7 separate regions of the Mus musculus genome follow, and regions 1, 2, 3, 5, 6 and 7 are each linked to region 4. A link is a contact called in public HiChIP or PLAC-seq, Micro-C and capture Hi-C data. All regions are on one chromosome and are shown on one strand. Each heading gives the region's core, a stretch centred on a gene start, on an enhancer-like site or on the middle of the called end of the contact. The rest is flanking DNA. Distances are from core to core; before and after follow the strand shown.

What was found. A called contact is a pair of places that touch in the nucleus more often than the background predicts. HiChIP or PLAC-seq counts read pairs in DNA pulled down with a chosen protein or histone mark. Capture Hi-C pulls out chosen DNA fragments and counts their contacts.
Region 1: a FOXA1 HiChIP or PLAC-seq map of pancreatic cancer cells shows a contact between it and region 4. The contact joins the promoter of Eef1aknmt here to the promoter of Prrx1 in region 4.
Region 2: a contact with region 4 is called in a capture Hi-C map of embryonic stem cells, with 6 times the contacts expected there. The contact joins the promoter of Scyl3 here to the promoter of Prrx1 in region 4. A contact is called at or near these places in 15 of 39 promoter capture datasets (the 3T3-L1 cell line, HPC-7-derived erythroid cells, the SN4741 cell line and 8 more), 1 of 15 datasets of contacts at CTCF or cohesin (the NIH/3T3 cell line), 17 of 484 Hi-C or Micro-C datasets (the HL-1 cell line, beige adipocytes, embryonic fibroblasts and 4 more), 16 of 115 datasets of contacts at active chromatin or transcription factors (the NIH/3T3 cell line, astrocytes, bone marrow-derived macrophages and 10 more) and 4 of 9 other capture datasets (adipose tissue, embryonic stem cells, embryonic tail and 1 more).
Region 3: a contact with region 4 is called in an H3K4me3 HiChIP or PLAC-seq map of embryonic forebrain, with 4 times the contacts expected there. The contact joins the promoter of F5 here to the promoter of Prrx1 in region 4. A contact is called at or near these places in 2 of 39 promoter capture datasets (embryonic stem cells and stem cell-derived epiblast-like cells), 1 of 484 Hi-C or Micro-C datasets (embryonic stem cells), 7 of 115 datasets of contacts at active chromatin or transcription factors (embryonic forebrain, embryonic limb bud, embryonic stem cells and 3 more) and 2 of 9 other capture datasets (embryonic stem cells and macrophages).
Region 5: an H3K4me3 HiChIP or PLAC-seq map of embryonic limb bud shows a contact between it and region 4, with 7 times the contacts expected there. The contact joins the enhancer-like site here to the promoter of Prrx1 in region 4. A contact is called at or near these places in 16 of 39 promoter capture datasets (the 3T3-L1 cell line, HPC-7-derived erythroid cells, the SN4741 cell line and 9 more), 25 of 484 Hi-C or Micro-C datasets (the C2C12 cell line, the HL-1 cell line, the MC3T3-E1 cell line and 12 more), 13 of 115 datasets of contacts at active chromatin or transcription factors (the NIH/3T3 cell line, astrocytes, craniofacial prominence and 7 more) and 4 of 9 other capture datasets (adipose tissue, embryonic stem cells, embryonic trunk and 1 more).
Region 6: an H3K27ac HiChIP or PLAC-seq map of embryonic stem cells shows a contact between it and region 4, with 4 times the contacts expected there. The contact joins the promoter of BC055324 here to the promoter of Prrx1 in region 4. A contact is called at or near these places in 5 of 39 promoter capture datasets (the 3T3-L1 cell line, embryonic stem cells, hippocampal neurons and 2 more), 1 of 484 Hi-C or Micro-C datasets (embryonic stem cells), 3 of 115 datasets of contacts at active chromatin or transcription factors (astrocytes and embryonic stem cells) and 1 of 9 other capture datasets (embryonic stem cells).
Region 7: a contact with region 4 is called in a Micro-C map of embryonic stem cells, with 4 times the contacts expected there. The contact joins the promoter of Prrc2c here to the promoter of Prrx1 in region 4. A contact is called at or near these places in 1 of 39 promoter capture datasets (liver) and 3 of 484 Hi-C or Micro-C datasets (embryonic stem cells and muscle stem cells).

What each region holds. Positions count from the first base shown.
Region 1 is chr1:162,546,654-162,550,542 of GRCm38.p6, forward strand. Eef1aknmt (EEF1A lysine and N-terminal methyltransferase) reads right to left here and starts at 1,692. Exons shown (of 8, transcript NM_144877.1): 1 at 1,451-1,692. The coding sequence starts at 1,603.
Region 2 is chr1:163,928,499-163,932,251 of GRCm38.p6, forward strand. Scyl3 (SCY1-like 3 (S. cerevisiae)) reads left to right here and starts at 1,267. Exons shown (of 14, transcript NM_028776.5): 1 at 1,267-1,688.
Region 3 is chr1:164,149,966-164,153,742 of GRCm38.p6, forward strand. It overlaps F5 (coagulation factor V), which reads left to right and starts at 1,870. Exons shown (of 25, transcript NM_007976.3): 1 at 1,870-2,155. The coding sequence starts at 1,998. Gm16548 (predicted gene 16548) reads right to left here and starts at 2,252. Exons shown (of 3, transcript NR_037987.1): 1 at 1,894-2,252. Selp (selectin, platelet) reads left to right here. Exons shown (of 16, transcript NM_011347.2): 16 at 1-61.
Region 4 is chr1:163,311,988-163,315,406 of GRCm38.p6, forward strand. It overlaps Prrx1 (paired related homeobox 1), which reads right to left and starts at 1,663. Exons shown (of 4, transcript NM_011127.2): 1 at 408-1,663. The coding sequence starts at 648.
Region 5 is chr1:163,906,255-163,909,944 of GRCm38.p6, forward strand. The region is part of intron 19 of Kifap3 (kinesin-associated protein 3); the gene reads left to right. Among named protein-coding and RNA genes, the nearest start is that of Scyl3, 22 kb to the right of the region's middle. Within about 2 kb of position 1,352, at least 30 of the 459 cell types and tissues checked have an H3K27ac peak or open chromatin away from gene starts, as enhancers often do. A contact at or near this core is called in the C2C12 cell line, craniofacial prominence, embryonic fibroblasts and 3 more, where this site is marked.
Region 6 is chr1:163,992,893-163,996,729 of GRCm38.p6, forward strand. BC055324 (cDNA sequence BC055324) reads right to left here and starts at 1,904. Exons shown (of 24, transcript NM_201364.2): 1 at 1,718-1,904. The coding sequence starts at 1,828. It overlaps Mettl18 (methyltransferase like 18), which reads left to right and starts at 1,997. Exons shown (of 2, transcript NM_027279.3): 1 at 1,997-2,179; 2 at 3,022-3,837. The coding sequence starts at 3,220.
Region 7 is chr1:162,739,083-162,742,496 of GRCm38.p6, forward strand. Prrc2c (proline-rich coiled-coil 2C) reads right to left here and starts at 1,474. Exons shown (of 35, transcript NM_001081290.1): 1 at 1,243-1,474.

The DNA of each region.
Region 1 (3,889 bases), core at 442-2,941, 770 kb before region 4:
TGAGTAGAAAGAAGCACTCAAGTTAACTCTAGACACCATCTTGAAACTAGCAATGCAGGTGTGCACAATCCACGGTCTAGCATAGTCATGCCTGCAAAACCAAACTGTAAATATTCTTAAAATATTGTGGGTTTTTTTTTTTTTGGGAGGGGGGCATTGATAATTTTTTTTTCTATTACTTGATTGCATGGTTCTCAGGCCTTGTAGATGACAACCTCTTCTTACAATGTCAAAAGCTAGACACACGTGGGAGAAAATCACTAATCCAAACAGTATTATGCCACAATAAAGGTCATGTGAGAACAGGCTGTGTGATGTGCGCTATTCAAAACTTGTGTGCAGCCTGAGGGACGGTTCAGTAGGTTAGAACTATTGCTCTTGCAAAGGACCCAAGTTCAGTTCTTAGCACAGCCTATAACTCCATTTCCAGAGAATTTGGTAGCCTCTTCTGGCCTCCACAAACTTCCTGTACTCACATGATGCACAGAAACTCAGGCAGGCAAACACACATCTACATAATAAAATAAGGAAATCTTTGTCTTGAAGTTTGTAGGAAGTTACAAAATCCAAAACACCAGTTGCATCCTCATTTTTGTTTTTGTTTTTTTAAACCGTTAAAAATATAGGCTGAGTGACAGAACTGTTTCTAACTGCTCATACTTCCTATTTCCTCAGACAACAAACTAGTTTGTGAGGATTTGGAGCCTGCTCCCATCCCAGAGTCTATCTCATGCTATTTACTACTTGAAGCCAAACTTAAAAATACGAATTGTTGTTTCTCTTTGTGGCACATTCCTCCATTCATCTTTCAAAAATTCTGTTGTCACCGTCTCTAGAGGGCAAAGCATAGTTCCATGAGAAGTGATATGCCCTGGAGCCAGACAGACCTGCTTTTAAATCTCTATTTGACCACCTACTACATGCATGGCCTCCAACAGTCACTTGAAAAAAATAAGTGCACAACTACCCGCCTGAATTTGTTGAGATAAAAGGCCCGAGCATAGCAGACCTTAAGTCTCCTTCCCTACCGAAGCTCCAACTCGTCCACACCTATTTAACTTGGAATTTAACTTGTGTTTGTGGCTTCCTGCTCCTGTAGCTTGAGGGCTGGGCACAAAGCCTGAAATTTGATGAGCACTCGGCAGTGACTTAATAAACATATACACCAATAAAGTCCCACGACGCTACCTATTCCACACGTGTGCACAGTGACACAACACCCTTTCAGTCTACTGACGAAGCCACTATTCCAAAACGGGTTAAGGATGAAGTTTTAACTGAAAATCTTTACTTTTAAATGGCTATCTTTAAGGTTGCCACTTAGCCAAGATGCTGGGCAGAATCCTAAAATGATAGATCTGAGTGGGGTCCCCACGCCTGCCTGCCTCCTGCCTCCTAAACTTAGGATTGCTATCTTCAGTCCCCACAAGGGACTGGCTGCACGCCATACCTTTTCCTTGGGCTTTATGTATTTGTGCAGCACCTCGCACAGCTCCAGATAGGTCCCATACCACTCGAAAGCTGTCTTCCCTCGCTGCTGGAAGAACTTCTCCCAGTAGTCGGCAGAGCCAAACTCCTTGGAGCTTTTAGGTAGGAGATTCATGTTCCCACCGTGAGCGGCGTCTTCGACACTGCTCCTGGTGACAGATCACCCCGGGAAGCACCGGGAGGCAGCAGCGGCGGGAATCTTAGCCACTACAGGCACCATAGATTTGTTCTGCACGCAAAACCCAACCGAACCGGGCCCTGTGCAGCAGACGCGCGGACGAACCACTGAGCTGGCCACGCGCCGCTGCCGCCCCCCTTGTTTTTCTTCACCCTCGGTCCGCGCCCCACGTGCAGCAGCCACACACTCCCGCAGCTACACTCAGAACCTAGAAACCATATCCGGGTAAGAGGTCTCGTGATTGGGCAGGCGGAGCGGGCGGGACTTCCTGCGGGACTCCGGGCAGAAGAGGCTTGCTTCGTGGAACCGGGCGGGGCTGCGCGCGCAGCCTCTGTGAGCTGCGCTCTATCCCCAGCTGAGAGCGCGAGGGGCAACGGGAGCTGACCTGCGCAGGAGCAGGAGTCTCAGCTAGAAACCCCTTCCTCAGGAAAATGTGAGCTCATCTCCTCTTCCCGGAATCACTTTGCCACCGTTCTTGGTCAATTCAGAGGAAAATGACTGCTTTTTCTACTCCAAAATACAGAGCCCTGCTATTAATACAGTAACAACGGTGAATATCAGGAGACTTAACCGAAGTGCCTCCCTTCCCTGCCTCTCAAAACACAGTAACCATTCATTATGAAGATGCTCATTTTATCATTGGAGTCCTTAAATTGTCATTCTGATGACAGTTGTAAAGACATAGTTTATGTGTCTGATGAACAATACCATCCTTTTAAATGATCGTTTTATGAAAATATCCCAAGGAAGTTCCTAGTGAAGAGCTGTTTTGAAGAGACGATGAAAGAAACAGCTCTCGCGTTAAAGGAATAAGAGATGGAGCCCAGATATGACTGGCCATAGCCCAGGAACACAGATTTAGCTTCCTCAAATACCATGTTCCCATGAGGTAGCAATTGCATGAACTTTTATAGTAACAACACAGAAAGTAGTAAAACGGGACACTTACAAATACATTGGTGAGTATATTGTAAGATGATTGCAACCACAAGAAAACCTAGAGGTCTCTTCATACTTTCCAAAGGTCTTACCTAAGGGTCACAAAAGATGTTGCCAAGTACTAAATAACTACTAAAGGACCGGAAGATGTTCTAGGAAAATTTGGCTCTGGAACTGCATGCAACCTTTCAACGGCTTCACATCATTGACGTTGAAATCAATGAGCCTTTGAGGACACAGCTCCTTTCCAGAGATTCTTTTTCACAGCCTATACACACAGTGCTAGCACAGACACGGAACAGTTAGAGTAGACATAAGTTTTAAAGTCATCTTCAAACATTACAGAATCGTCTATTGGACTTGTTTTTATTTTTAAAAAGTTTCATATGATATAATCTGGTAGTGGTTTCTTCTTTCCCGACTTGTCTCAGCTCTTCCCCACCTCCTCAACTCCGTGACCTTTCTCTCTAAATAAAACACACAGTATTTTTTTAAGACTTATTTATTTATGCCAGGTGTGGTGCCATGCCTTTAATACCAGCACTTGGGAAACAGAAGCAGGTGGATCTCTTAAGTTCGAGGTCAGTCTGGTCTACAAAGCGAGTCCAGGACAGCCAGGGCTTATTACACAGAAAAACCATGTGTCAAAAAACAAAAAACAAAACAAACAAACAAACAAAAAAAAAAAACAAAAAACCTACCACTACAACTAATAATAATAAACAATAAAATATTAGTGTTTTGCCTGCATGTATGCCTACATGCCAGAAGAGGGCACCAGATCTCATTATAAATGGTTATGAGCCACCATGTGGTTGTTGGCAATTGAACACTTAGAACCTCTGGAAGAGCACCCAGTGCTTTTAACCTCTGAGCCATCTCTCCAGCCCAAAACACACAGAATTAAAAAAATAAATAAATGAATGAAGAAAAAAAACAGAAAAACTACCCATCAAAACACAAGATTAGGGCTGGAGAGATGGCTGAGCGGTTAAGAACATTCACTGCTCTTCCAGAGGTCCTGAGTTCAATTCCCAGCAACCACGTGGTGGCTCACAACCATCTCTAATGGGATCCGATGCCCTCTTCTGGTGTATCTGAAGACAGCGACAGTGTACTCATATACATACAATCAATAAATAAATTCTTTAAAAAAATTACTTCTACCAAAAAAAAAAAAAAAAACCCACAAGATTAAAAACCATAATATACAGGCAAAAGACCAGTAAGGCTAACATGTCCAAACTAAGCAATATGAGACTAAAAAGTCTACAAAAATACCCT
Region 2 (3,753 bases), core at 17-2,516, 620 kb after region 4:
CTTAATCAGTGAACTGCAAGCCAGGGGCAGAGCTTACTTATCTCCAGCCCGTGTCCATGTGCCACCTGAGCAATATCACCTGTCACCCAACTCCAGGCGGGGTAACTGAATCTGTGTGTGCCTGTACAATACTGGTCCTTTTTCCTACAGAATCAAATGTCCGCTGGACAGAATGACTGACATACCCTATTGAGGGTAAGATGTGTAAGTTAACCCGTGGCCTCAAAAATATCTGGAATCTTAATGCAGAGATGTAAGAGATGGTTTATTTAGAAACCTGAGTGACACCAGGATAAATGAAGTGAGTAGATGGTAGAAGTATTGAGTGTGTCCCTTCCAATCATGTCTTACACATGCAGCAGGGAACTGTCTTCTAGTGTTAATTTTAGAGGAGTAGGTGACCATCGTGTTTGAGAAAACAGGCTACATGCTACCCAGGATCCCATCCACAGCTGGACTAGGATTAGTGATCAAAGAATGGATGAGAATGCGAGCAAGCACCCAGAGCGAACGATACAGCATAGATGTGAGTCAGGAATGCATCATCCTCCCAGTGGATTTCTTGCCCTGGTTGAAGTGGCTCAATTCTACTCCTCCAGGAAAAGAAAGGCACAAAATAAATTGATCAAGACAATCCTGGTCTCATTCTGACTTGCCTTACAGGACGTGGTAGCTGATGTTACTTTATCTACATTCTTTACCAGGAAGGCAGAGGCTGGCTGCGACCTCCCACACGCAAATGGGTTGATCATTTAGTCTTCGGTTATTGTAACGAAGGTGAACTTTCGAAGAGAACAAGAAGTCAGCGGATATTGGAGCTGGTAATTCTATCACAGGTGTAGTCTTCTCTTCCTCCGTTCCTTTCCCACACACCCCCCCCCCATCCTTATTTCCCCTCTCCTCCCTTCCCCTTTTCTCCTCTTCACTTTCTTCCCTCCTGTCCGGTCCTCTCCGGTCTTGCGTGACATTCCTTCTAATTGTACTATTTCGCTGAATTATGATTCCAGGTTTTCCATCTGAAACCTTAAGCCTTAATTAAGTCTCAAGCGTTAATCGCCATGATTTCTGACTTCACTAAATACATACATACATACATACATACATACATACATACATACATACATACATACATACATACATATCTTCTCTGACAGCAGGCCAATCCTGGTGGCCAGGATGCTGAGGGGGCAGTCACAACCGGAAAAGTTCTGGCTCAGCCCCAAACTCCTCTCCTCCTCCTCCCCGCCCCCTTACTTGTCTGAAGCCAGAGGTGGCCATTTTGGATTCGGGCGGAAATGAACTCAAAAGCGGCTGGTTAAAAACCCAAACATGAAAACCGGGATGCCCCTGCAGTCGGGCTGAAGACACACGCAGAGAGGCTTCCCTGCCGCCAGAGCCGGCTGCCGGGAACAGGCGTGCGGCGCAGGCTCCCCTGGCGCCCACACCTACCCGGGCCCGCGCCCTCGCAGCACCTGTGCGGCCGCTCTAGCTCGGTTCCGGGTTCGCGCCTCGGTGGTGGCGTCGGAGGAACTGAAGGCCCGGCTGTTGAGCCGCTTCCGGGCCCTCGGAGAGCCGCCGGAGCCGGGTCCTCGGGGGTGTCTGTGGGTGGAGGAGCCGGGGTCTGAGCGTCGGAGCCAGCCGCGGGCCAAGAGGGAGCGGAGCCGCCAGCCTCCTCCCGCCGCCCGCAGGTAACCGGGAGCCGTGCGGCCTGGACGGCGGGGCGGGAAGCGAGCCGGGGCGGCCGGTTGAGCGCTGCCCCGGGGAGTTCGGGGTGCCCCTGTGCCTGGCGTCTCGGGTGAGCCCCGCCGGCCGAGGCCGGTGGAGGGCCGAGAGACCGGGCCTGGAGTCCAGCGGGAAGGCCGCGCGGTGCAGGGTCCCCGACGAGCGTCCACACTCAGCCCCCGGGCTTCACGTGTAGAAAAGACAACAACATCTCCCAAGGTCGCTTTTGCTGAGTTCTGGGATCGCTGCTGCTGCTGGGTTGGGGGACATGTGTGTGCTCTGAGCTGATGTCACACCTCGGAGTACTTTTAGTCCACAGAGACTACATGTTTTGCTTGTCAGCTAGCACAATGCGGTTGAGTTCCTGACAGGGAACATACGTGGCCGAGACAGGGCCGCTGGTAAGATTTGTCACCCAGTATCTAAGTGCCAACGAGTACATATCCTTAGGACTCTCGGGCAAGTCATAACCTTTGGCTCTTTGAAGCGAAGGGAACTAGAACCGAAGAGAGTCTCTACTGTCGGGAGAACTAAGGGACATACTTCCCCCAGAGCACACGTGGTATGTGGTTGAATACCTAGGCAAGGTGCTGCTCCCAAACCAAATGGAACCCTTCAGAAGCTTCGCCTGAAGCCAAAGAAATGAGAAGGATGGAAGACATAGATAGATTAAAGTGTACAGTCACATCCTAGACTGTCAACTCGACGTTTCATTATAGAAAGTATAAGTGGTATAGTCAGTAAAAATGCCATATTAGAATATCCTTTTCTACCTTCGTGTGACTTTCAAAGCTACCTGGCACTATTTCATAGTCCCCTTCTTACTTCCCAAACCAAGAAAAAATCCGTGGAGTTGGGAGTGTTCCTTATGTCTTGCATTTCCATAAGCTCCTTTCAGCTCCGTCCTGAGGGTTGTAAAACACTGCTGGTGCCAGCGGTCCTGCCTCTTAGATACAGGCGTGGGGAGAACCAGAGTGACCGCCTTGTGTGTTCTCAAATCCAGTCCTCGGCGCCCTTTCCCTGCTGTGTTGGGCGCGGGGCTCTGTACAGGGCATCCTATTCGCTTCGGTAGAAACTGAGCCTTGCCTTTTTAAAGGTGCTCTTCCTTAGGGTCATAGGCGACTTATCACTGTGAAAAATGACTGGTTTTGGTAGCTTCCTAGTATTTTTGCAAATCTAAAGGTATTATGTTCGTATTTATAACATTGAGTTAGGGTTAATAGATAATCTAAGGGCCAATATTCCAACAAGGATTTGGCCTGCTATTGGAAATCAGTAAGCTAAATGCCCATTGCCCCTGCCTTTTGCCAGCGTGGCTCATGAATCTCAGTGACCGCAGTATCCCTTCAGGACTAACGAAATTAAACTGGTTTTTCTGCCAAGAAGATACTCACCTGCTGTGGTTTTCCTTTATTGTTTAATTTTGAAAACTTTTATTTTGTAGTGAACCAAAAATGCAGGCTAGGTCCACATACTTTTCAAATGAACCCTTCCCTAACTCATACCTCTCTTCTCACTGGTGTTTGAAGCAGGGGTCAGAGTAGAAGTGTCCGTTGGTCTCAGGGAGTGTAGGCCCACTCAAGCCACACCAGGGAAGCCGCAAGCACCTAGAGGCTTAGTCAGTGAGGCAGTGGAAAAACTGGATTGGAAGCCAGCTGCTCGTCCTGCAGGCACTAGGCAGGGCCAAGATGGAGGATGCCTGTGTGTCTCTATAAAGCAGCCATTCCCCCAGCTTGTGCCTACCATTATCTCACTGACCACTCACTTCCTTGGTGCCTACCACGTGTTTGCTTCCATGGGGCCCCAGCTCCACCTCCTGGTGACCCCAGCTTCAGATGTGCTACTAGTGATAAAGAAAAACATCAGATCCATAGAGGAGACAGTGGTCCGCCCCTTCATTCTGGTTGTGGATACTAAAGATCCGGCTGTGACTCGACTGCTCTTTGGCCAGGAGGCAGGAAGAAGGCCCTCGCCGCCCAGGGACCACTGCATCCATGATCAGAGCTTCTTTCTCTGGCTGCATGCATTGCT
Region 3 (3,777 bases), core at 620-3,119, 840 kb after region 4:
GATATTGTTTTATATGTAATTTAATGCACATATTTAATAAATAAGTCACTGAAAATTACATATGGCTTGTCTGTAATTGATGCAAACATTAAGGAGTCAAAAACTGCAGTTGCTTTGCTGAGCTGTAATGAGATCCATTGGTCACCATGTAGCCTGGACACATAAGCAGACAAGCAAGCAAGGGCAGTAAAGCTGTCCTTGGAAAAGTTGCAATGATTTGGGGGAAAAGGGAAGAAAGTAATTTAGAGACCTGCTGCTTTTTTTTTCTTACATTGTCAATAGCATCTAATTTGGTGTGTGTGTGTGTGTGTGTGTGTGTGTCTGTGTGTGTGTGTGTGTGTGTGTGTGTGTGTGTGTGTGTGTGTGGAGAGAGACAGAGACAAACAGAGAGACAGACAGATAGACAGATACTAGGCTAGATATTATAGGACCATAGATCTCAACCATGTCTCTTGTGTCCGAATTTGCATTTTGGAAACTCCTGGAACTGTGGATCAGGAGTATAAGACATCATCCCTGCTCTTGAATAGATCATAATCTAGCCACAGATACAAGGGCATCTTGAAAACCTAATGAAAGGTTAGCAAAAGGAGTATATAATCTGAGCAGATTAAGTTCATGAAACGGAAAAGTCAACTGGAACCCAGAATCAGAGACAATGGCAGAAATTCTGACTTTAAAGAGCAGGGAAGCAGAAAGGGAAGGAAATCCGTGTGAGCATTCTTCCTAGTGTAGTTATGTGTGCACACATCTGCTAATTAATTACTTTTCAGTACATGGTCTCACTGCGTAGCTTAGGCTGATCTCAGGCCTCAAACTCACATTCCCCTGCTTCTAGCCCTCGTGTGCTGGGATTACAGGCATGTGCCATCATGCCTGACTCAAGAAGGGGCATTATAAACTGACTGAAGAATATCAGTGATGTGATCAGCAAAGAAACAGAAGCAGGAGTTGGGGGGAGGGGAGAAGGAAGGGAAGGGGGAGGGGTGGGGCAGGGGGAGGGAGAGGGAGAGGCTGCTGCGGAACCTGGATGGTACCAGATCACAATTTACTGGATGTGCTGGAAGCAGAAAGTCTGAGCAGAGACAAAGTTCTGGAGAATTCAGGGCAGGCCATCCTGCTGATTCAGGCATAATTCTCAGCTTTGCCACCAACAGAAAAATAAAATCTAAAACACCATGCCAAGGATACAGGAGAACGAGCAAAGACAAGATCATAGACTGTAGCTACCTAGGCCCTGGGGACTGTCCAGTTTACAACAGTTTGTCCCCTCCCAATAATAAGATCAAGGAAAACTAGAATTGCCATTCTTATTTTACAGATGTCAAAAGTATTTCTAAAGACATAGTTGGCCCCAGACCACACAGCTACTGACTATCTCAAATGAGTTCTCTAAACCCTGGTCTCGGCTACACTTGAGCTGGTGACAAGCCCTTACCAAGCGGTCTGTCCTAAGAGATTCAGACTGCTAACCTGTTGGTGGACCTGTCCTGAGGCTGTTTTCTGGTTACTGTGCAGTGCCATTTTCCTGGGATCTGAGGATGGGTGTTGGGTCTTACTAAGGCTTGCAGAAATCAGCTGACAAGCCTAAACTTTGAACCCCTACCCCATCCCCCCACCTCCACCCGCGCAGGTTAAGTGGGATTGCTGCTCCCACCTACGTTGAAGTGGGGGAAATGCTGCTTTGTGATGGGGCGGAGACCCTTGGGCACTGCTCCAGAGCCATAACCTCCAGCAGGCTTGCCCTTCCTTTCCCTCTACATTCCTTGTCTGGCATTCTCTCTAGTAAATGCCTGTGGCCACAGGGGGGAGTGACCTCAACAAGCCCCTGCCTACACTAGGCATAGAGGGAGGTAGGGTTAGACAGCCACCACAGGGGACAGGGACACTCACTGTGCCCTGCAGCTTCTTAGTCCTCCAGGGAGACAGATCAGCGCGCAACAGGGACAGAGCACTGAGCACTGTCGGTGGTGGCAGCGCGCGGCAGGACAAGGGCCATGCTCCTAGTCTGCCCGTGCTTCTTCCTCCTGGTGGTTCTGGGAACCCGCTGGGCGGGCTGGGGCAGCCACCAGGCAGAGGCCGCGCAACTAAGGCAGTTCTATGTGGCAGCTCAGGGGATCCTCTGGAACTATCATCCTGAGCCCACAGATCCAAGGTAACTGGGGGTGAAATCCAGGTGGGCTTCTTCAAGGAAGAAAATCTATTATAGTTGCAAGGGGTGGGGGTGGGCTGGGAGGAGGAGGAAAAGGAAAAGGAAGAGGAGGAGGAGGAGAGAGAGAGAGAGAGAGAGAGAGAGAGAGAGAGAGAGAGACTAATGTTGTGTGGGTGTAATTTTGTCTCTATGGACATAATTTATCATTTTGAGGATGTGGAAATTTCAATGTGAATGGTTAGCTGTGGCTTTCTTTCCAGGTGCAATCCCTAATCTGTTTTCCCCCCACGTTTGTTAGTTTAGTGTATTGATGGGTTGAAAGGACACACCTCCACAGCCCTCTTAGCCCTTCCTGTGCATTCGGCTTAAGCCTTTTGACAGTCTGCTTAAAAAAAAGAAAAAGGACCTTCTAGTTATATAATATTTATTCCTGTTAAACACAAGTTCATCTTCTAAAGAAAAAGATGTCAAAGCTGTCACCATGTACTTCATTATAAGGAGATTTTGTTGCCTTCCTATAAACGATTTTCACTGTGGGTTCAGAGGGAAGGGAAGGCACACTTGTATTTTCACTTTTCCTAGACTTACCCCTGGCTACCTAATGTGGCTTCATTTTTTCCTCTCATTTTGAGTTACTTCCTGGAATATGACTTATCCTGGGTATTTTGGTCTGCCCTGATTATTACCCATGTTAGTGAGCACATAAGGTAGTCATTCAAAGGCATGTCTAACTAAGAGGAGGCTTAAATAATATCAAACCTAACTTTGAGTTGCAGAATATATTTTGCTAACCTGCCTGCAGTTACCCAAGTCATAGATTCTACGTAGCACTTGCGACCACGAGTGTTTTTATTTTAAATGCTAAGCCTCGCTTACTGGTTGACGCATTTTTTTCCCTTTTAGTTGACATCAAAGTTTAAGTGATTGTGAAAGATGTGTTCCTCTTTTACAATTGCAAAACCAAAGCAATCAGCCAAAGAAAATAATGTAATATCTTGAAAGCAATGTGTAATGTTTTAGTATAAATGAATAATCAGCCTTTGAGTTTGCTGTTGTTGGTTCTGGGTTGTTTGGGAAGGCATTGTATTCAGTCTTGGTATCATGCTAGTGAGAAATATCACATCTAAATGACTTAAAGATTGCATTTTCAGAGTAATAATCTAGACCACACCCATACTCTTAGGAAAGTACCACTAACTGAACACCTCCACCCCACCCCAATCCCAAAAGAAAATAACATTATTTCCAACATCAATTTTGCTGCTTAGGGGCAGAGAACACAGACTTGTGTTCAAGTGACTGCATTCAGCCTGGGGTAAGGCAAAGGTAGGTTTGAGTTAACACAAGGTTAGAGATGAACAAATTCCGATCAAATGCACAGCATGAGGACTCTAGCTAACAACATTGCACAGGTCTTCCCCTGGTAAGGAAAGAGAAGTGGGTAAGTTACCAGTAGGGAAAACTGCTAAAGGAAGTTTCCCAGGGTCTTCATCCCTCCTGTGAAAGATGTAGTTATCAAGACACCTGACCTTGTTGACTCTAGACATAGAGACTGGAGCGGACACCTACTGGGTCAGCTAAAGCTGAGGAAATGGTTTAACCCTCCAGGATCTTTATCAGGAGGG
Region 4 (3,419 bases), core at 413-2,912:
GGCTGTGTAGCCTGCGCTCTGGCCGGACCGGACCGCTCCTACCCTGGCGTGGACGCCCCGCCTGCCTGCGGGATTTCTGACCGCCGCTCCGCCCGAACTGGAGATGCAGCCCTGGCGGCTGGAGACAGTGGTGGCCGCAGAATCCCTGCATGGGATCCCCTGGCCTCCCAGCGTCCCTGGGCCTCCGGGTCTCTCTCCAGCGCCCGCTTGGCTTACAGCATTGGGGGAGCCCTCTTTTTCTCATCGGTCTTTCTGCGATCAGCAACCAGCCACTTTTCCCAGGACTCCTAACTTCTTAACGCCTTGTCTCCCCGAAACCGAAGCCTGGAACACGCTCCCGCCGCCCTCCCCGGGCCTCCACCCTGTGTCCCCAGCGCACACTCCCCGGAGCACGCGCCCTCACTCACTGTCCTGCTGAGGGGTGTCGCTGCCACTGGTCAGTCCCGGTGACTCCAGCAGGCTCCGGCCCGCCTCGCCCACACTTTCGTCTGCTTGTGCCGCCACCATGTCCCCGGCCTCCTCCAGGTCTAGCAGGTGACTGACGGAGAAGTTCTTTTTCGCCTGCAGGGTGTCGAGGTTGCCCGGGCTGTCCAAGCGGCCGCCCAGCGCCGGTTGCCGCTCCAGAACGTGCCCGTAGCTGGAGGTCATGGTCTCCCCTCCAATCCCACCCACCCCCCTCTTCCCGCTCGAATCAACACCAAACGCTGTGGGCGTGAGGGGGGAGAGGAGCCGAGTGGGGAAGAAAGAGGGGGGAGTGGAGAGAGAGAGAGAGAGAGAGAGAGAGAGAGAGAGAGAGAGAGAAACAGAGGGTGGGACCCCTTCTGAAGTGTAGAACTTTCGGGACAAGTAACTTTCCCTGCAGCCTCGGTTACTTCGCTAAAGCCAAGTCCAGCGCGGTCCAGAGAGATAATCCACACCAAAAAGTTCAAAAATAAAAACAAAACAAACAACCTATGCTTAGATCAAAAAGAAAAAAAATATCCCTTTCAACTCTTAAAAAGCGTCCACTCGCAGACACTAAAAATAATAATAAGGGGGAGCGAGGAAAGGGGAGGCCAGCGGGGCGGGGGAGTTAGGCAAACAGAAGAGAGAAGAAGGGGTGGAGAGAAGAATCAAAGTGGCTTTAAAAAAATTAGAGAAAGAGGTTAAAAAAAGTTATTCCCCCGGCAAGAGTTCAAGCGCCAACAGAAGAAGGCTTGTTCCAGCTTTAAAATGTCTTCAAGAAAGCGCGTTCCCCCTCTCTGCACTCCTGTGGATTCTCGGGAGTGACTAGAATTTCAGGAGAGTGATGTCTTGCAGATGTATTAGAGAGCAGGATTCTCACTTTACTCTTCGTAAGGAGGAAAAAAAAATAAGAAATAAAGAAGCGGGGCTTCAAGAGTCTGCAGAAGGGTGGCGGTCCCCCTTCCCTCCGCTCTCTCCCCCTTCTCCGTGCGGAGCTCCTTTTCCCTTCTCAGTTGGATCAAGAAGCTCTCTGGCACTTCAAAAGGCACAGGCTGGCATGGAGAGGAGGCTTTGTAGGGAATACAAGAAAATTGGAGACCCCTGGGAGGGCAGATCTCCACTTAATAGGAGCCTGTAATTACGTGGCAAAGCCTTTGTGCGGCGCCTGACGTTTTACAGACCCCCTTTCTCCATCACAATCTCCTACCTCCTTTTCCTCGGACCGAAAAAACAGTCTGATTAAGAAAACCCCTTTGCCAACATCAGAGCCAGAGAGAAAGGGAGAGGGAGGGAGCAAGAGAGGAGGAGGGAGGGAGGAAGGAGGGAGGGAGGGAAAAGGGAGGGAAGCTAAGGAGAGAGCCCCTTTGGATTTTTAAAATAAAGGTCTAATTATCATTCCCTTGCAGTAGTATCACAGAGAGAAAAGTGCCCGAAACCCGCAGTCACTTTAAAACGGGGCTGATTATTTTGTTTCAGCATTAACTCCTCCGGATTTGTTTGAGATCCTCTTGGAATATCTCATTTGCATGTTTTGATAACAGCTGAGGGCAAACTTGTTAGGAAAAGAAAAAAGAAAAAGGAACAGGGAAAAGATGCACATCTATAACAGTCAAATCTGCGGCTGCACCGCCCCCCAGTAACTTTTCCTGCAGCTTTGTTTTGGCGGAGAGCGCAGGGAGAGTCTGAGACTGAACGGCAAAAAAGAGCAAGCCTATTAAAGCTCGTTTGGCTCTGTAGAGACAGCCTATTAAATAATGTAATAAAATAACAAGAGCGATAATAACGGGAGGCTCTCTACGATCTAAAGACGGCTTGGGCAGATCCAGAAGTCTTCAGCTTCGAATGGATTCGAGACTTTCGCTGCCACCAGAAATCCCCAGGCTTCAGACAGTAGAAAATTTACATATTCATTAAACCAGAAGAAAGTCCGTCCTGATAATTCCCCTACCTTTGCCAATGTTCTAATTTCTTGCTCGTAGCCGAGGCTGCCCCAGATCAGAGCAGACAGGAACACTGGGGCTGAAGAAGTTGGGGGGAGCAGGAGGAGCTGGGGGTGGGGTGGGCTCTGTGCTAATCTGTATCCAGTTCGGTGAGGCCCTGGCAAACACAGAGACTGAGGAAGGTCGAAGTCTATGACCAGGCTTGACAGAGGGCAGAGCGGTGCTGGACGGTGTTTTCATGACCTGTTGGAATCTGGTAACAGCTTTAATAGTCTCATTAGGAATGAGTTACTATATGGCCAGTAAGTAAAATAGTATGTGCTTATTTGTGGCGTTTTATGTTCTTTAAACACACACATACATACGTTTCCCCTCGCTCCCCTGATTGCTAGATTTCCCCTTCTCCTGTAGCTATGAGATTGAATTGAAAAGAAGGAAGGGTCCCAGTGTGTATAAATGGTTTCTGTGCTCCAAACGGCCATAGTTAGCCCAGAACTTCCAGCCCTGATCTGGGAAAAGAACATTTGATGCCATCAAAGGGCTGTAGATTGAAACCAGATGTGCGCGCCTCGGTTCTTTCCATGCATTTAATTAAGGAGCCAGGATGGAGGAGACTTTTTCATCATTAGTCCACCCGCCGCCCCCTCCTTTTTCCACCCCTCGCCTCGCTCCAGCCACTCGTGCCGTGCCCCCGACCGGCAGCCCCCAGCCCCGCCAAAGTGCTCTGGTCGCCCCTGCTCGGCAGCTCAGGCTCTGAGCCGCGAAGGTTTGTCTGCCGGAGGGCATCTAAGCCAGAAGAGCTGGTTCTTGCGCTGGGGACTTGCCCGTGGGTGGGCCAGACAGAGTGGGGACTTGAGTATCCTGAGGTGCTTTCGGAGATGCCAACGGTGAGACTCCTAGAGCCTAAAGTGCCTGGAGTGGAAGCGACTCGATGGTCAGGTTAAAGTGGCATATTTCCACCGGTGTCTCTGGAACTCTCTGCTCCCTTAGGGGAAAGGAGACACCCTTTCTCTCTTCCTAAGGCCAGACAGCATC
Region 5 (3,690 bases), core at 102-2,601, 590 kb after region 4:
AGAAGACTTGTAACCAAACAGTCCATAGTTAACCTTAACCTTGGGTAGAAAATGGATGGAGCTCTACTGTTATAAAGTGTGTCCTTGTGGGCTAAGCAGGCCTCTAGAGTAAATGCAGAGATTGCTGTGGTGCTGGTTGGAGTCCATACTCTGAAGAATTTATCTGGCGTCTACCTGTACTTACTGCTGAAGTGACTGAATTAGCAACTAAAGGGTCGCAATAGTACTGCCCCACGTAAATCCTAAAAGTAGCCTAAGTAGGCAACTTAAAACTCACTTATAATCAAGGTGTCAGATGTTCTTGCTTAGCTCTTTAAACATAGATTTTTAATGAGTTTTTCTATGGTTTTTGTAATCTACACATTTCTGTTCATAAGTTTTAAGAACTATTAGTTTAATTTATCTTCCAAAAAGTCTTTCCTGACAAACCAGTATATGAGTTTTATCACTGACATGACTTATCTATTATTCAACAAAATAAAGGAAAGGAATTGGTAAATAGTCGCAGATAAGTTGGGAGCTTTATGTTAAACAGCCTATTTTTATGACAATTTAAAGATTCATATCTGTCTGTCTTATATGATGTATAAAGAGAAAAGTTTCAAAACTATATTTAAAATTTCACAAACTATTAATTCTTTTAAGGAGTTTTAATGAGTTTTTATAGGAAGTTAATAACATTTTCATTTAAGAGAGACAAGTATGTTATCAGTAGGGATAACATCCATGTTCGATGGCTGTATTGCCTCTGACATTTTTCAAATATCAAATCTCTATTTTATAAAGGAAAGGGAAAAATTGATATAGCCTGATATTTTGTATTAGTCAGGATGATTTGAGATTCTTTTCCATTCTTAGGACTTACTCATTCAGTAATGTAGTCTAACTGGATTCCACTGGTACTTAGGTTACAGTAACTAAATATGGTTATTTACATTTTAGCCAGTTAGTCCAGCCAGAGCATTTTAGTGCTTGTGTGCTAACTTTGGATTGTGTTTAAGGTATTTGACTTTACAGCATGTTTAGTTTCTTTTCATTTCTTATTAGTATTTTTCAGTACCTAATAGTCTCCTGCCCCCACCTCCGACAAGAACTTTCCTCTCTGTTCAAACATCACAAACGTGTTCCTTTTGGCATGTGCTTTCTAGCTCCCCAAGCAGTCTAAGCAAATTGGAAAGTTCAGCTGTCATTCTTGGAAGGTCATAGATCACACTAGCAGCCCAAGTAATCCAAGAGGTTTTAAGTATCATAGCATTTAGTTTAAAGTGAAATTTGCTCTGACAGGGCTGGCAGACCAATAGGAAAAAGAAATATTTGTGCTTGGAAAAGTGCGTGTGTAGAGACCAAGAACATAGCTGATGGCTGGAAGTGATTTCAGTCTAAAAAAACAAATCATTAAGAGAGTGCAGAGGGGTAAAACACACAGTTCATATTTTAAAGACTCTCAAAATGAACCAGCAACTAAGGTTAGCATTACACAGTAATTAGTTTGGGTGTTCACATTTAACTCACTCAGTACCAGACAGCGTGGTTAATCTGTCACTGAGAAAACATTGCTACTGAGCCCATGCTCTCTACTTAAAACCTCTAACAGTAATTTTTGTGCCTTAAGAAGAACAAAGACATAATGACAGATTATATAAATGCCAAACCAGTACCAGACAAGCAGTTATTTACCAGAGGTGCTAATGACTCAGTTTATTGATGGAGAAGTTACTTAAGCCACTCAGTAAGTGCTGGGATTCGAGTCATCATTTGACAGTATAGAACCCACCAGTAGTTTCAAGAAGTTCTCATGCACGATTAGGACATGTAGTCAAAGATAGCTAGATGTTGTGCCCTAACTAAAAGACTTCTCTAGAAGTCAGAGACCATTCCAGGTGTAGGTGACTGCTCACTTCAGCTTGATAATCCTATGTGACAAGATGTAGTAGGTGCTATGAACAAGGAAAAGTCATGAACTCGTTAATAACTGCAGTTCTCTCGTTTTAAGCTGGCTTTGGAAAGCCAGTCTTCGATCAGAACAATACAAAGTGTGTAAGTATTTTCCTTGAATGTCCAGAACAGATAAATAAGAATAGAAAGAATTTCTAGTAAGATGAGGCTAATAAGGAAGGGCTCTTGGTGTGCAGATTTGGGAAAAAAAAAAAAGACAGAAATTCAGAAACCACTTCCATGTATGGAAATGCTTGTGATTTCCTTCATGATTGACAGTCCACTCTTACCCAGACAAGTGTTAGCCATTACTCTGGCCTAGTGAAAAAAAGCATCTAATTCTCTCTCAATTGCTGATAAGAAGACAGGTCGATAAGTCCCTTTGTTTGCGCCTTCCTGCACTGTGTGCGTGCCGCCGGGCTCCCGGGTGTGGGCACGTCACTGTTTGGTTAGAGGTGTTCTTATCTTCCTTGTGAATCTGCTCAAGACACCGCGGAACGTGGATGAAGACAAGTATTAATTGAGATTAGAGAAGAGCCAGTGAAGTGGGATTTCATTACCGACTGGAATAAATGAAAGACATTCTTTACACACCCCCTCCATTGGTGTGAAGTAGTTTTTATCTGAAGCATCAGCTAGGCACTACTGAATGAATCTGCCCCACAGTGTTTTCCCCTTACAGCTGGGAGGTGCCATTAACAAAAACGTCTAATGAATGCCAGATTAATGACTTAAATACAGCCTCCCAATACTTATATAATTTTCCCTTTATTTTTGAAAAAGTGAGATTTCATTTTAAAATATTATTTATGGGGCTGGAAAGCTGGCTAAGTGACTAAGAGCAATTTCTCCTCCTCCAAAGGACTTGGGTCAGTTTCCAGCACCCATGTCAAGCGGGTCACAACTGGGTCTAACTCCAGCTCTGGAGAAAGCAACGCTTTCTTCTGGTCTCAGAAGGCACCTGCATACACATGGCATACACAGATATATACAAAGGAAACAAAGAAACCTCCCAAGTATTATTTATGCTTTATTAATAATAAAAGGCAAAATATAATTACGTATATACAATACACAAAAGTAACTGTAAATTACAGCTAACTTGTGTGTGTGTGTATGTGTGTGTGTGTGTGCACATGCCAGGCTCATTAAGAGACTGCATAATTATACTCTTGAAGTTTATTTTCTCAACGATATAATGATTCAATTTCAAAACAAAAATGCCTTAAAAATATATAAAAATATATGTATATTACCATTAAACTTATAAAAAATATGTTTTTGATGTTGGTTCCATTATGATTTTCAAACTATGCTGTAAAAATAGTACTAAATATGCCAGTTAAATTTTCAGTTGCAAGCAAGCTAGGCATAGTGGCTCACACTTTTAATTACAGCAGTTGGGAGGCTCAGAGGTAGTCGAATCTCTGTGAGTTTGAGGCCAGCCTGATCTACATAGTGAGTTCCAGGTAAGCCAGAACTGCGTAGTGATACACTAGCAGGGAAAGAAAAAAAAAGTCAGTGCCGAGGACAGTCGACTTAAGCCCCACAGTCACAGAGTGTATATCGGCTTAAGCCCCACAGTCACGGAGTGTACCGCAGGTGATGCCTATTTTGTGTGAATTAGATTATTTCACACTTACAAAATTGAAAACGTTAGTGTTAAATACAGTTTACATTCAATTAGTTTTTGTTTTTGTTTTTCAATTTTTTATTAGATAGTTTCTTCATTTACATTTCAAAGGCTATCCCGAA
Region 6 (3,837 bases), core at 654-3,153, 680 kb after region 4:
ACGCCTTTAATCCCAGCACTTGGGAGTCAGAGGCAGGCGGATTTCTGAGTTCGAGGGCAGCCTGGTCTACAGAGTGAGTTCCAGGACAGCCAGGGCTACACAGAGAAACCCTGTCTTGAAAAAACAAAACAAACAAACAAACAAAAAAAGATTGATAAAAAGGTTCCTGTAAGAAAGTAACTCTGAGGAAGCCCAGAATGAGATGTTGAAAAGACTGGAGAACAAGCTGGGCTGAGAACAAAGACCCTGAAGTAGGTCAGCCTGATGATTGGTGGACTGAATGTAAGGACATTATGTATGAAGGACAGGCCAGGTTCAAACTATAGGGAACCTTGGAGACAAGTTCAGACTGTGTTTTTAAAATTAAGCCACATATAAAAGAGGGAGGTTTGGAGTTGTTTGTTTGTTTGTTTGCTTGTTTTTACTCTAAACTTTGTTAAGAATGTATTATAGAAGAACTATGTAGAAAATAAAAAAAATATTCCTAGTACAGGTTGTAAAGATTAGAATCACAGTGGGGGACAGGTAGATTCATGGAGTAATTTAGAATCAGAAATCATAATTAGCTGGTTGCAAAAAGAGTGTTCAAGGTTTACTTACAGAAGAAAACCTGGAAATGAGATTTGCGTTTTCAGTAGGTAGCAAGGTAAGGTAGAAATGGTACTCTAAATGTAGTGTGGTACCTGTAATACTGAGGGGAGGGTAAATAACAGATATCTTCATTCCCTCTAAGCCTAGCAGTCTGAGACACACATTACATAAATAAACATCTTTTGAGTAGGAAAACAGTTGTTTCCAGGAGGAAATTCCATAAAAACAACCCTTCTCGTTGACACACAAAAATTCCAGCACTGCAAACTCAGGATTACTGCAAACCCAAGACCAGTCTGTTTTGTATAGCTAGTATCAGGCCAGTCAGGACTACCATCTAAAAAGCAAAATAATTCCATATCCACACACGGAGTACTTTAAAAACGGTCATCAGCACCACGTTGGATTTTGCTAATGTCTAAGGAATGACTTCAGTGTGAGAGAACTTAAGTTATACTATGAAACATCATTCGTGCAAGGTTTGAACTTTCACTAAATGTAATGGTATTTTCAGTTTTTGGAGGGGTGTGTGTGTGTCTGTTTCTGTGTGTGTAATTTTAAATAGAAGGTATGATCAAAATCATAAAATTAAAATCACCTTTTACATGAAGGGAGTCGACTTCCAATTACAAACACAAAAGCATTACATAATTATTCTTTGCACCTAACTCCACACAATTACAACTCGATTAAAGCCAATACCTGAAGCACCGCCTTGTAACTTAAAAGGGAAACGGGTTCGAAAGGGGAAAAGCATTTTTGTTTACAGACCATCCTTTGAAGATGTGGTACCACGGAAGAACTACAACTACATCCTTCAGCTCTCACGCTTCATCCAGATACTGAGCACCAGCGCGGGCATCTCCCACACTTAGGCAAGTGCGACCGACCGGGCAAACTTAGGAACAGAGAACTAAACTTAAGGCATGAGAGCACTCATCATTTTCAAACGCTCCAGTCGCAATCGTCCGACAATGCTAGGCGCGCCTAGCCCCTCAACCCACGGTTGTCCTCGTTCCCTTAACCATCACCTCGCAAAACAAAACAGAGTTCGAATCCCAGGCTGCCCGCGTCAGGGCGGAGCAGGCTCGCGACACACCCCCCGCTCAGCGCCCTCCAAGGATATGAGGAGCCGGGGCAGCACCGAAGGCAGCTCCCGACGGCACATCTCCTCCGACCAGCTGCTGAGTTCCTCCAGCACGACCCCGCTCGCCACCTCCGCATCGTCCTGCGACATTCTTTCGCCACCCCCGAGAGACGAACGAATCCGCACGACTCCCGCCACAGCTTGGAACGCCGTCCCAGCAGGCTTTGAGAGAGCTCCGCCCCCACCAAACCATAGAGAGGAGCACTCTCGCCCCCAAGCGTCGGGGCCCTCTCTAGCTATTGGAGGACTCATCTCGTTGGTGTTCGCCGTAGGCTGAAGGCGAGTTTCTCCGGTAGTTTGTTCGCCCTGGCGTCTGACTTTCCAATGCTGAGACCAGAAGTCCTCAGGTTTGCTATCCTCAGTCCGGGGGGACTTTGAGACGACGCGTAGTTTCAAGGGTGACCTGGGCTGAGGCCAGGAATGACTCTACTCCCCTGTGAGGTGCGTTCGAGAATAGGAATGATTTTACTGGCGTGCGTGCTTCCGTTCCTACGGCTCCTGCCAAGTGAACGGAGATCCCACCGTCCAGAAATGTGCAAATTAAAACGGGTGTTATGGTCTGGCATATTGCCGGAAATGTTTCTATACAATCGATTATACTTTCCACAGTCCTAGTCTTTATTCATCCCTCCAGTCACATAAGGTGTAGAACTACGTACACATAAATGTACCGTTTGGATGAGTTTGCACACACCAGATCACACACACCTGTGTGTGTTTGAAAATGGATACCCTACTTACCCAAATAAAACCTTAAACTGTTTTTGCGAGGCAGAGATGAAGGAACAAACCTGGATGCCACTGTGAACAAAGAGAAAATAATTACTGTAGATGCGTCAGAAATTTAGGAAGATGAAGGTGAAGATGCCTGAGCACAAGGCAACTAAAAGACCAGGCAGGAAGCTGGGCATGGTGGCGCACGCCTTTAATCCCAGCACTCGGGAGACAGAGGCAGGTGGATTTCTGAGTTCGAGGCCAGCCTGGTCTACAAAGTGAGTTCCAGAACAGCCAGGGCTATAGAGAAACCCTGTCTCGAAAAACCAAAAAAAAAAAAAAAAAAAAAAAGACCAGGCAGCAGGTAGCTAGGCTGTCCTGTCTACAAATCTTGGGGTTTATTGTTCTGGTGAAGGTGGTAGCTGCTATAGCTATTCTTTTGTTTGTCTTTATGTTTTATCTTCTACTTTTGAATACTTAAGGCATCTGTGCATTTTGCTAAATCGCATACACACAGCCTTTTTTTGTTTTTGTTTTTAAACATTTTCTTTTCCCCCTTCCCTTTCCAGGGCTGAACTGAAAAAGGATCAAAGGCGTCTAAAACGTCTTTGGAGCCCCCTCTGAATACATCTGATGGTGTATACGCAGCTAACAGACATTGGGCGCAACAGAACTAATCGACTGTGTGATCGGTTATGCCATTAAATTCTTTCTAGAAGCTGAAGCATCATCCTTTGGTAAAAAAACGGTGTGCATAGAAAAAGAGGATGGCCTTTCAATTCAATTTCAGCATAGAAGAAGATCTGGAAAATAAATTAACATCCCTCGATGATGGAACTTGTGTCTTAGAAAGTCAGAAAGGAAAGCAGGACAAAAGGCAATCTACAGAACGTCCGGGCTTGCCTCGGGATCACTCTTGGAAATGCTCCTCACTGGGAAATGCAGCTTCCTCTGAAGACACTGGCAGCCCACCCCCTATTGCTGACAGGTCAGATGACCCAGAAGCTTGTAAACACCAGCCCTCCTGGAAACCTGCTAAAGAACATGTGATGCCTAAAGATGTGAATCACGTCTTAGAAAATACGGTTTTGGAAATGTTGCCAGGTCCCCAGCATGCTAACACAGCAGTAGTGAAAACCGTCTCTTTGAAAGAGAAATTCCCTGGAGAAAACATCGTTTCAAAGAGCTTTTCTTCTCATTCTGATCTGATCCCAGGTGTTTATGAAGGAGGCTTGAAAATCTGGGAATGCACCTTTGACCTCTTGACTTACTTCACAAAAGCCAAAGTGAAATTTGCTGGGCAGAAAGTGTTAGACCTTGGCTGTGGGTCTGGGCTGCTTGGGATAACTGCATCCAAAGGAGGGGCTAGGGAAGTTCATTTTCAA
Region 7 (3,414 bases), core at 224-2,723, 570 kb before region 4:
GTTAGAGGTTAAGTAATGAGAGATCAGCCAGCATTCTATGTTCTTCACACACACCTACAGACACCCCCCCCAAAAAAACCCAAAAGCTTATTATGACAAATTCATCCCAGAAAAATCATATAAAAACTTCTTTTCTATATGCAAACTCAATCTATTTCTAATTTTTGGAGAATCAATGCATTTGGAGCCAGCCAGAAAAGATGCTGCAGTGCATCTGTGACACACACCTAAAAATGGCTCCAGCCAAAGCAGCATCTTAATGACCAACATGGAAGCTTAAATCTACTTTTAAAAAATGCTAGAGGTCAGACGTGGTGGCCGCTTCATACCACCCTCTCTGTAACGTCTATTAGCGGGAATTGACTCCTGAGCACTCGATGAAGCAAGCATCTTCCGATTCTTCTGGTGCATTCCCAAAGAGAAACCCTAACAGGAGGGCCGCCTACTGTACAATTCTAAGTATCCTGCTGGGGTATGAATTTATGAACCGAGGTTGAAGACCAGCCAATGCGGAAATCCGGGTAGTTTTAAGAGTCAGGAATTACTAGGCAAGTTGGATCCCCCCACCCCAAAGATCTTGAACACACTTCAAACAAATATACATCCCCTTTAAAGAGATCAGAGCGGTCCTTATATGCAAAATCAAGCAAGAGTCCTCACTGGCTCCCATGCTATTTTTCTTCGGTCTTAACTAGGGTCTCTACTCTAGCAACCAGTAATACTAAACGCTCTCTCTGAAAATCAGGCAGCAGCCGAGCCGTATTCCCACAAATGCCGGGCTGGAGCGGCCTAGAGGGAGGAAAAGACTACTCAAATCCTCCAAGAAGTTGTTCAGCTTGTCCCCAGCGGAAGTGGGGTTCGTTGGTCCTGGGTCCTGGTAGAGCCTCTACGACCGCCCTGGACTACACACCGCTGGCTGCAAACGCCAGCCATCACCACAGGAGCATCCGCAGGCACTAAGAGCGCTCGGAGCCGCCACGGGCACCGTCCTCCACGCCGTGGAAAAACGGCGCGCGCAGGCCCCGCGCGGGCGGAGGCTCCCTCGGCCATCGCAGGGCCGCCCCGCCGCAGCACACGCCGCGCACATGGGCGACGAGCCCTGCTCCGGATCTCCGCGGACAGCACGACGCCGGGAGCCCAGGGAGAGACGCCGCGGGCCCCCAGGCCTGGCTCCAGCGCCCGTGCCTTCCCTCCCTCCTCCATCGGGCCTCTTCACGGTCCGGACGCCCTCGCTCTCCTTACCCGCCAGGGTTGAGAACCAAGTCTGCGCGCTTCCAAGGGGCTCGCCCCGGACGGATCAGGGTCAGGGGAGGGGAGATTGCCTCGAGAGACCGTCCGCAGGGCCGCTCGGTCCCGAAAGCCCGAGCCACCGCCGTACAAACCGCCAAAGCACTTTCGCTACCTCCTGAGAGGGTGAGAGCGAGCGAGAAAAAGAAGCAAGATGGCGGCTAGCCAGCCCCTACGTGCTACGTCATGACGTTGCGTACGTAAGGCAAATCTCCGCAAGACCGCCCCGGGGGGGGTGGAGGGGTTGAGGCTGCGGGGTCACGTGACAGCCTCCGCCGCTTCTCGACTGCGGCGGAGGGCAACGCTACCTCCTACTGGAAGGAGGGAGTTCGTCAAGCAGAGCCATTTCGGAGACAAAGCTTTTCCACCTGGGAAGATTCCAAAAACCTTGAGCCCTCCGTGAGGAATCACGACTTGGTTTGTCTCCGTGCATTGACAACAACTGATGGAGGAACATAAACGTTTACAACCTGCGCTTTGACCGAATGTTCTTAGGGGGGGGGGGGGGGCAAAGTGAGGGGCCATGGTGTGGTGGCAATTTGAGAAGACCGAAGTTACCTCGGAGTGAAAAAAATAATCCAAGTGTTAGGGACAAAAGCGACTGGCGTGCTTTGCTGAGGCCACCTTCGGCATTTGTAATTTTGGTGTAAAATAAGGCACTGTTTATTTCTGACTCCTCTGGCAATGTTTACCTCTTGGAACAACTACCTAACAGAGAAAACTAACAGTTAAGAGTCACTCATGCAGGCCGGGCCGTGGTGGTGTACGCCTTTAATCCCAGCACTTGGGAGGCAGAGGCAGGTGGATTTCTGAGTTCAAGGCCAGCCTGGTCTACAAAGTGAGTTCCAGGACAGCCATGGCTATACAGAGAAACCCTGTCTCGAAAGCCAAAAAAAAAAAAAAAAAAAAAAAAAGAGTCATTCATGCAGATGTTTACTAGGTAAGTGTATAGTAGAGACAAGGCAGTACCCGAAGTGAGGAAGGAAAATGATAATATTCTACCTGGGGGCTGAGCATGTACCTCAGTGCCGCGTAGTATCTTGTCACATATATGCAAGTCTCTAGGTTTGGTCTTCCTTTCCCCAACGGAAAGAAGGTAATCCACGAGTATGTGATATTTCTCTACTTTATGAGATATCTATAGTGTATAATAAATCCAAAGATTCTTGTCCTGGTCTGAGTAAACTCCTCCGCTTGCAACTGGCATGTATTCATGGGGTGATACCACAACGTTAGAACAACCATAAAATAATAGCGCAGTAACCACAAGTAACTTCTTCCCCAATTGACATTTGTGATCATTTGTTTTAGATTTTGTTTGCTTTGCATTTCTGGGGCTCGAATCTGGGGCTTGCCTTCAACATGTTAGGCAAGTGCTAATCCAACTGAACTATAACCCTTAGCCCCTTCAGAGACCTTCCAAAATGAGACATAATTTGCTGATTGATAGAACAGGACAGAGAGAGGCCTGTCTTTTCACCAAGAAAACACCTTGGTTATTTTCCCACAATCCATTAGAACCAGTCTTCTGTATCCTGGACTTGAAGTATCTTTCTTGAGCAATGCAGGATCCCTCCAACAATCAAATATGCTGACATCTACCTGGTTATGAGACTGACATGTACAAACAGAATATTAATTCATGAGTTTCTAAGAGTTGTGCATTAGGGTTCTCTAGAGTAACAGAATTTATAGAATGAATCTCTATGTATATATAGAAAGAGATTTTGTTAGAATGATTTATGGACTCTGGTATAGCTAATCCAACAATGGCTGCCAATGAACAGAAGGTCCAAGAATTCAATAGGTTTTTCAGTCTACAAGGCTAGATTTCTCAGTTGGTTTTCAGTACATACTGGAATCCCAAAGAAGACTTTAATACCAGTGAAGAAATGGACTCTTGTTAGTGAGGAAAGAGCTAGAAGACAAATAGCAAAAGCTACCTTCTTCAATGTCCTTATATATAGGATAGGCTTCCAGCTGAAGGCATAGCCCAGATTAGAGGTGAGTCTTCCCACCTTAAAAGATCCTGATTAAAGGTATGTTTTCTAATATTTATGTATTTATGTATTTATTTATTTATTATATGTAAGTACACTGTAGCTGTCTTCCCGACACTCCAGAAGA